Regions from separate parts of the Zea mays genome. Here region 2 is linked to region 1. A link is a contact called in public Hi-C data. All regions are on one chromosome and are shown on one strand. Each heading gives the region's core, a stretch centred on a gene start, on an enhancer-like site or on the middle of the called end of the contact. The rest is flanking DNA. Distances are from core to core; before and after follow the strand shown.

Region 1 (3,605 bases), core at 1,077-3,576:
TTAAGGACAATAACGCCCGTGTCTGGGCCAATGATGCAAAATCACTGTCTAACTTGTCGACAAGATGTTCATCCTCTTCCCTCTCCTTGGCTCTTTGGGCCTGCATCAATAGAGCAAATTGTGTTGAAGTTATATGACAGCACTAAGAATTTCCAAATTCCAAGAAATATGTAATCTAAAAGATTGAAGACAGAACAAGTATTATAGGTGAAAAATCAGGTAGTGCTGAGCATCAACGGGCTGCAGAAAATGTGATCAGACGCAGCAGAAATATATAGAATAATTTGTTAAAATAAGTTTGTCATCAGTTAGTAGCATAGTAAATAAGTGGAACCATTGATGGGTGCATGGTCAGCGTTGTCAGTGTCAGGAAACACAAGACATACAAAGTTAAATTCAGCTTTCTTTGGTGTAGGGAGAAGTCAGAAATGTTGGGATACGTCTCAAAAGGTTTGTGAAAAAAGCGAAAGTAACAAAAATTGAACACATTGAGATGTAAGTACCACAAGTTGAACGTAATGAAGTAAGCAGTTATTGAAAGTTTGAAACTCAATATGTTCTAATCCAATTACCTAGGTATTTTCGTTGAGGCTTCAGATCATTAGTTGATGTCAGCAGAAGCCGAAAGCACAACCCAATAATGAGCCCTAGGTTAATACTAAAGGGAAAGATATTGTTCTAGGTAACACTACCATGCCATGACACGCTAGCCAAAAAAAGGCTTGTTAAGAGTTAGATCACACACAATACCCACCTTATAAAATTTACTCTTTGAAATGATCTCCGTCATAACTTCCTTCTTGCTCTTCTGCCCCTGCTAACACAAGATAAGTAGAATGAGGTAACCTCATATGGATCACATGATTGCATTTACATCTCAATTTCTCTATGTGGCTATAAAACTCACGTGTGTTTCTTGTGGTAGATCAGTTATTGAAGGATGGTCATCACTTTGGAGAGATAAACGCTTCTTTGAGAGGACCATTTTACCTGGAAGTATAAAGATTGAAAGCAAATGAACAACATAGAAACAAAACATGAACTGATATGCATAGAAATACAATTCTTTATACTGCTATAATATTATCACCATTCTTATTATCTCCATCATTGAGGTAACAAGCTCAAAATGGCATAATTAAATCCAGCAGTTGCTTTTCGCAATGCAAACCGGTTACTACAATAACTAGTTATTGAAGCATCATACTAACACAAGATTTATAGGTCCACATCAAAATAACTTTTGTTCTACTCACAGTACTAACAGAAAGTAAGCCCAAACAAGAATATGGAGAACAAGGTGAAATCAAAAGATCACAATGCAGTCTGGCATCCAGTTCACAGTCAAAATATAATTGCATAACAGAAAAGACAAGATCATACTGCACATAATGCTGATGCTAGACACTAGACAATCTCACATGATCTAGATGGATAAACTATAACAACTGGAGAGGATTGTATTCCAGCCAGAGATAGGTGTACCTTCCTCGTCGCTCCCATCATCGAGAGGCACTTCCTCATCAAAATCATCATTTTCCGATAGCAGCACATTATGAATATTGATTTCGTCTTCATCATCATCTGATAGATTGTACTTGCTTTCTCGTTTCAACTTGGCCTAACCAATAGAAGAATGGGTTGATAAACCATAAGTTCACAACAGATACTGGTTTATGTTGGTCTCTTTTGCACCGAAGCATGTCAATGTCGGGAGAAATACTAGAGATGTCAGTGTCGCTCTTCAATTAATGAACTATGAACTATCTCTAAGCGCAACATACCAAGCGCTCGCGTTGCTGGCGAAGGATGGCCTTGTCGAACTCGGGCAGTGTGTCGTCCCTCTCGCCGATACGCCGGTCGTGGAACACGGACGACTTGGCGCTCTCAACGAACTCCTTGAGCAGCGTGTTCTCCCTCTGCAGCAAGGCAAGAGGAATCAGCCACCAATCAACCAGCGGAAAAGCAGCTAAGCAGCAGTTACCTTGCGGATGGCCTCGGAACGTGAGCGCGATACGCGCCGCTCCTCGCCCTTGCGCTTCTTGCCGAGCACGTCGAACTTGCGGCGCGACCAGATGGCCTCGAACGGGTTGTTCCGCTCCTCCGCCGCCGCGCCACGAGCCTTCATGGCCACCTTGGCCGGGCCATTCTTGCCTTTCTTCTTTCCTTTGCTCTTCTTCTTCTCGCCCGCCGCCGCCATGGGCTTCGTCTTCGCCATGTCCGGACAGGAGGACAGAGCGACGGGGAAGGTTCCGCCGCTAGGGTTTAGATGTTTCTCTGGGATTTGCGTTTACTGGACAGAGGAGCTCGCTTCTCTGAGATTGAATGTTGGGCTGGTTCATATTATGGGCCACACATGACAATGCACCGAGGGTCAAGGCCCAATAAGCAACAAACAACTTTCTCAGAACAAAAAGGTGTCATTTCTTTCCTCTACTAAAATATCATTTCTTCGATGCAAAGTGTCATTAAAATAAAAGCAGTTTAAAATTATTTTTTACAAATAAAATATTAACAACACTTACATTGTTTTTGTGTAAAATTTAAAAGGGCAGTAGGCTAGTTTTAGTGGGAGTTTAGTTTGCATTTAATAATTTGCCACGTAAACATTTAAATAGTGTGGCAATCTTTTTAAGAAGAGAGAATAAATGAGTTTTATAGATATGAAACTCGCTTGGCACTATTAAAAAATCTCTATATTAACAACATTTACATCGTTGAGAATGAGTGCCTCATCCATTTCCATTCCATTATATATGGCACTTGCAGTCGTAAAAACAACAATATAAAACTCTTGGGTCAATAATCTGATGGCATACCAGGAATTTTTCCAAAACGGGTCAATTCCCTGTATTATATTGAAAAATATACTTGTTCCTTGTGCCCACATGCCATACACATAAAAAATATACCTATATGCCTCTGAGTGGCACACAAGAAATGAATATAAAATCGGATGGCATACCAGGAATTTTTCCAAAACTCTTAGAGTATGCATTGTCAGTTCTTTGAAGCCCATATGTATAAATTCTAATAAGTATCAAAGACCCTTTCCGTGACTTGAACTCCTTGAATGTGTCATGCATGCCTAACAAGTTTGTGGCCAAATATATTACTACAAAGTTGCTCCTTCAGAAGGGGATTCGACATAACTCTCAAACAAAAGAGAAATGAAATATTTGTTAAAACCTAATAACGTCTTTTGATGTTGATGAGAAGGCTCAAGCTAATGACGTTATTTGAGAAGGGGAGCGAGGGCTATTCTAGCACCAACATGGTGTACAAAACCCCACACTGCCACACGGCAAGAACAAAACAAAGAATAAGCCTTTCAATGCCAAACCAACAAGTACCTTCAAGAAGAAGAAGAAAGCAAAGTTGTTTTGCTTAAGCTGTGGAGAGCTTGGTCATTTTTTCTAAGTGTCCGGATTGAGCGGATTGCAAAATGAAAAAAGAAGAACGTCAACATCATGACTATTAGCAATACTGATGATGAGACCGCCCATCCGGACAAACAGTTCCTCTAGAGACTCATAATATGGCTTGCTTACTTGGAGGAAGCCATTCACAACACCAGTTTTTTTCCCTCTTGTAATTCCTGTAGT
Region 2 (4,042 bases), core at 680-3,179, 240 kb after region 1:
CACTCCAACCATCCAAGCATTCACTACTTCTCATTCAATACAAGAGCAATAGACACCACTCCAAAGACACAATTCAAGAGATCGATCCGCTCAAAGTCTCAAAATCAACTCTAGCGCATTTAGACTTGAGAGAGGATCATTTGTGTTTTCTTGTGCTCTTATTTGCTTGGCTTGACTTTCTTCTTCCTCATTATTGTTCTCTAAGTGACTTGTAATCAAAGCAAGAGACACCAATTGTGTGGTAGTTCTTGTGGGGTCTAAGTGTCCCGTTTGATTAAGGAGAAAGCTCACTCGGTCTAGGTGATCGTTTGAGAGAGGGAAAGGGTTGAAAGAGACCGGTCTTTGTGACCACCTCAACGGGGACTAGGTTCTTTAGAACCGAACCTCGGTAAAACAAATCACCGTGTCATCCGCTTTATTTCTTGGTTGATTTATTTTCGCCCTCTCTGCCGGACTTAGATTTTATTCTAACGCTAACCCGGCTTGAAGTGTGCTTAAAGTTTGTAAAATTCAGTTTCCGCCTATCCACCCCCTCTAGGCGACTTTCAGCTAAAGTGACCTAACAACCATAACTATTGTTATTTGTGTCAATGGTGCAATGCTGCTCTTGAAAGCAATGTGTGTTGATGTACTCAAGCATGCCCAACAATAGGCTGCAACACTCAAATACATAACTATTACATGGCGTTGTGAGAACCTTTTCTCTAAAATAGATACCTTGGCAGATGTCGTATCCAATATCTCTAAAGTCCTTTATATGCCTAACAAATACTCTGATCTGCTGTGTATAGAACAAAAAGCTATATCTTTATGGTACTTTTTTTACTACTGATACCCTTTACCATCTACCGTGCATTTGGGCCCGCGTAAAGACAGCTGTGACAAGCTTATTTTGGAACTTGCATAGGTTGTTTAGGCTTGCTCACTTGTTGGCTGCATGTTATGTATTTTGGTGCTTGTAAAGTGGTTTCAAAACTATATTGTGTGCCGCGTTTGCGCGTTCACCTGTTGACTGCAGGCTATGCATTTTGGTGCTTGTAAAGTTGTTTAGAACTATGTTATGTAGACAGATGGGTAAGAGCTCTGCTACATGCAGTATACCGGTTGCGCTGGTTATTTAGGTCTGCCACCTATTGGCTGCAGGCTATGTATTTATGTGCTTCTAAGGTGGTTTAGAAATATGTGGTATAGACAGAACCGTAGGGCATGTGAAGCCATTGCAACAATATCTACAATAGATTTATGCAATCTAAGTCTGAATAAAGCCATAACGGTCGGTGACTATGGAACCTTTGCTACTGTCACTATTACTAGTTGAACCCTGTATGTTGTTGACCAAATACATGTCTATTCCTTTTTTTTATGTTGAGTCATTGCAGGGCACCAGTGGAGCGTTTATATTGATCGATCTCTAGTGCAGGATAACTACTTTTTGGTGAATCCTTCATTTGACCGTTTGATCTGGTTACATCATGTACATGTTCTTATATAAACCAAACTTTTACCATCTGATTACATTTACATCTGCCAGTTTTGCGTGGGGAGATTCTACCATCCATTTTTTGGATTGTACATAGGAGCATATAACATTTGTGATCTTTTTACACTGCGCCAGGATATAACTTCATTTTTTGTTCAAGGCAAGTATAATTATTGCCTGCATGTTGTAGTTTGTATGGATGTTTGCCCTTCAACTAGAACTTAGAAGTGAAGAGTTGTGTTCTGCATTCTCAAATAGTTTTATGTTATTGCAGGGCGCCAGATGTTTTATTGTCATTAGTGTATAACCAAGTACCTTCACTACCTTAGCTAGCATATGACTCATCCTAGCTTCCATCCCACTAGATTCTAACCCTTGTCATTGATCGAAGCCTGGATAGCTTAACGGTGAGCTAGGAAAGGAGGGCCCAATATAGCTCATTATTGTTTAGGATATACGCCTAGCCCAACAAAGATCCACAGTAAAAAAAAATTCCCAATCCCTCCCGCCTCCTCCCGTGTCTGCTCTACTGCCGAGCGCCGCCGAGCGGACTGAGCTCCGTCGCCCCTGTCCACGGCCGCCGAGGCGCCTGTGGTTTTCCTTCGTATCGAAGGGTTTCTCACGTAAATGTGCTCTGTTTGTTGGTTTTCTACTCTGCCGATTCTGTTAACAGGACGAAGCTCCAGCTCCGACCCACCGTCGACTCGCCGACCAGCCGGCGCCGCCTCCTCAACTCTCAAGACTCCGGGTCTCCGCCCCACCGCCTCCCCGCCGGCGCTGCCGCGCCGAGGGCCCGAGACCCGAGCTCCTCCCTGCCCCGCGCCCCCACGGCCGCCCTGCCGAGCTCCGGCCAGGGCCGCTCAGCCGCTGGCCGAGCTCCACCCGCGCGTTCGCGGCTCTGCGCCCCCGCCAGGCCGAGCTTCGCCCGTTCGCCGTCCGCGCCTGCGGCTTCCGCAGTCCGCACAGCTGACAGCAGTCCATTCGCCGTCCGCGCCTCCGGTCTCCGGACAGCAGTGAGCGTTAGCAACACCTTCATTTTGGCGCGTCCTCCGCCACTGGCGCGAGCGCGTGGCGACAGCAGCTGAGCGGCGGTGCCAGCGTGAGCAACCGAGCAGGCGCGGGCAGCCGAGCGAGGCAGCAGCTGCTGCGCTAATGGCACGGCCGTTCTCGTCGCTGGTGGACTCCTCGTATCGCCGCAGGATCATCGAGTGCAAAGCGGCGGCTTACTCCTTGCGGCTCCCTTCCTGCGCTAGGCCGCCCGCACGCCCCCGTTTCGCTGCCAGCTCCGACAACACTCCAGGTAAAGTTCTCTGCGAAAACGCAAACTGTTTGACCTAGTCTCAGCAGATAGGAACAATCAGTCAGCAAACCTGTCTACATGTTATTTCTATCTTTCTAAGGATGAGGTGAAAGAAATCGGGTACTAGTACTTTAGTTGATCTTTCTTGTGCAAAATGCTAACCCCAGACCTATAAGAATTACCCTGACTTATGCTTTGTGCAATCACTAGAAGTGCTCATTGATTCTTGCAAATCTAAAGATTTCAGAATGCTGCTGGTTGTGCATTCTACACAAGTTTTGTCTCGATTCTCTTTTCATCTATCTGTAGCATCCATTGCAAACCGATTCCTTAACACACTTGATTAATAATTACTGTAATAATGAACATGCCAAACTCAGGGTTGTTCTCTGTTTGTCTATCAGTTCAATGAAAGGCTATCGCCACATTTCACTGGAAAAATGTACATGCATTACATATGATAGTGTGTGCTATTTCAGTACCAGATGCCAATCGTAGAGAGTAGCATTTCCTTTAGAAAATAGAAGTTAGAAGTCAAACTCCAAGCCCCAATAGATTTTCTGTGTGCTATTGTTTCTTTCTGGGTGGTATCAAATTCGCTGTTCCATTCATTTGGTTCTTTCTTTCAGCGCATGGAATTGATAGTAGCATCATTACCATTCAGACTATGACGCGGTGGGAGACCCTGAATCACATGGCTTACAAATTTGGGAGCCTTGGTAAGTCTGATGGAAAACTGGCCTTGAAGATACTGAGTTCTATTGTGGAGCGTTCAGGTTTAGACCGAATTACCTACGTTTACTGTATGGCTGTTCCAATTCTCATCCAGGCTCAAATGCATTCACAAGCAATGTCAGTGTTGAAGCATCTTGCTGTGACGGGCTTCTCCTGCACTGCTATTTTTACCTCCCTCTTGCGGACCATTTCACGTTTTGATCCCACCAACCATGTCGTTTTTGAACTCCTTGTCAAAGCATATGTCAAGGAAAGAAAAGTGCTAGATGCAGCTGTGGCAGTTCTCTTTATGGATGATTGCGGCTTTAAGGCTTCACCTGTTTCTTGCAATACCATCCTCAATGCTCTTGTTGAGGAAGGGGAATCAAAGCATGTTTGGTTGTTCTTGAGAGAGAGTTTGGCCCGTAAGTTTCCTTTGGGTGTTACCACTTGCAATATTCTTCTGAATTCCCTATGCACCAATGGAGAATTTAGAAAGGCTGAAGATATGCTTCAGAAGATGAAGAGCTGTCACATATCTAATTCTG

What was found. A called contact is a pair of places that touch in the nucleus more often than the background predicts.
Region 2: a contact with region 1 is called in a Hi-C map of endosperm, with 2.3 times the contacts expected there. The contact joins the promoter of LOC103643672 here to the promoter of LOC103643670 in region 1. A contact is called at or near these places in 3 of 25 Hi-C or Micro-C datasets (ear, endosperm and root tip).

The regions. Positions count from the first base shown.
Region 1 is chr1:254,736,285-254,739,889 of Zm-B73-REFERENCE-NAM-5.0, forward strand. LOC103643670 (nucleolar protein 14) reads right to left here and starts at 2,327. Exons shown (of 14, transcript XM_008666838.3): 1 at 1,985-2,327; 2 at 1,785-1,919; 3 at 1,486-1,621; 4 at 908-990; 5 at 755-814; 6 at 1-100. The coding sequence starts at 2,218.
Region 2 is chr1:254,973,473-254,977,514 of Zm-B73-REFERENCE-NAM-5.0, forward strand. LOC103643672 reads left to right here and starts at 1,930. Exons shown (of 10, transcript XM_035964306.1): 1 at 1,930-2,780; 2 at 3,410-3,499; 3 at 3,610-4,042. The coding sequence starts at 3,616.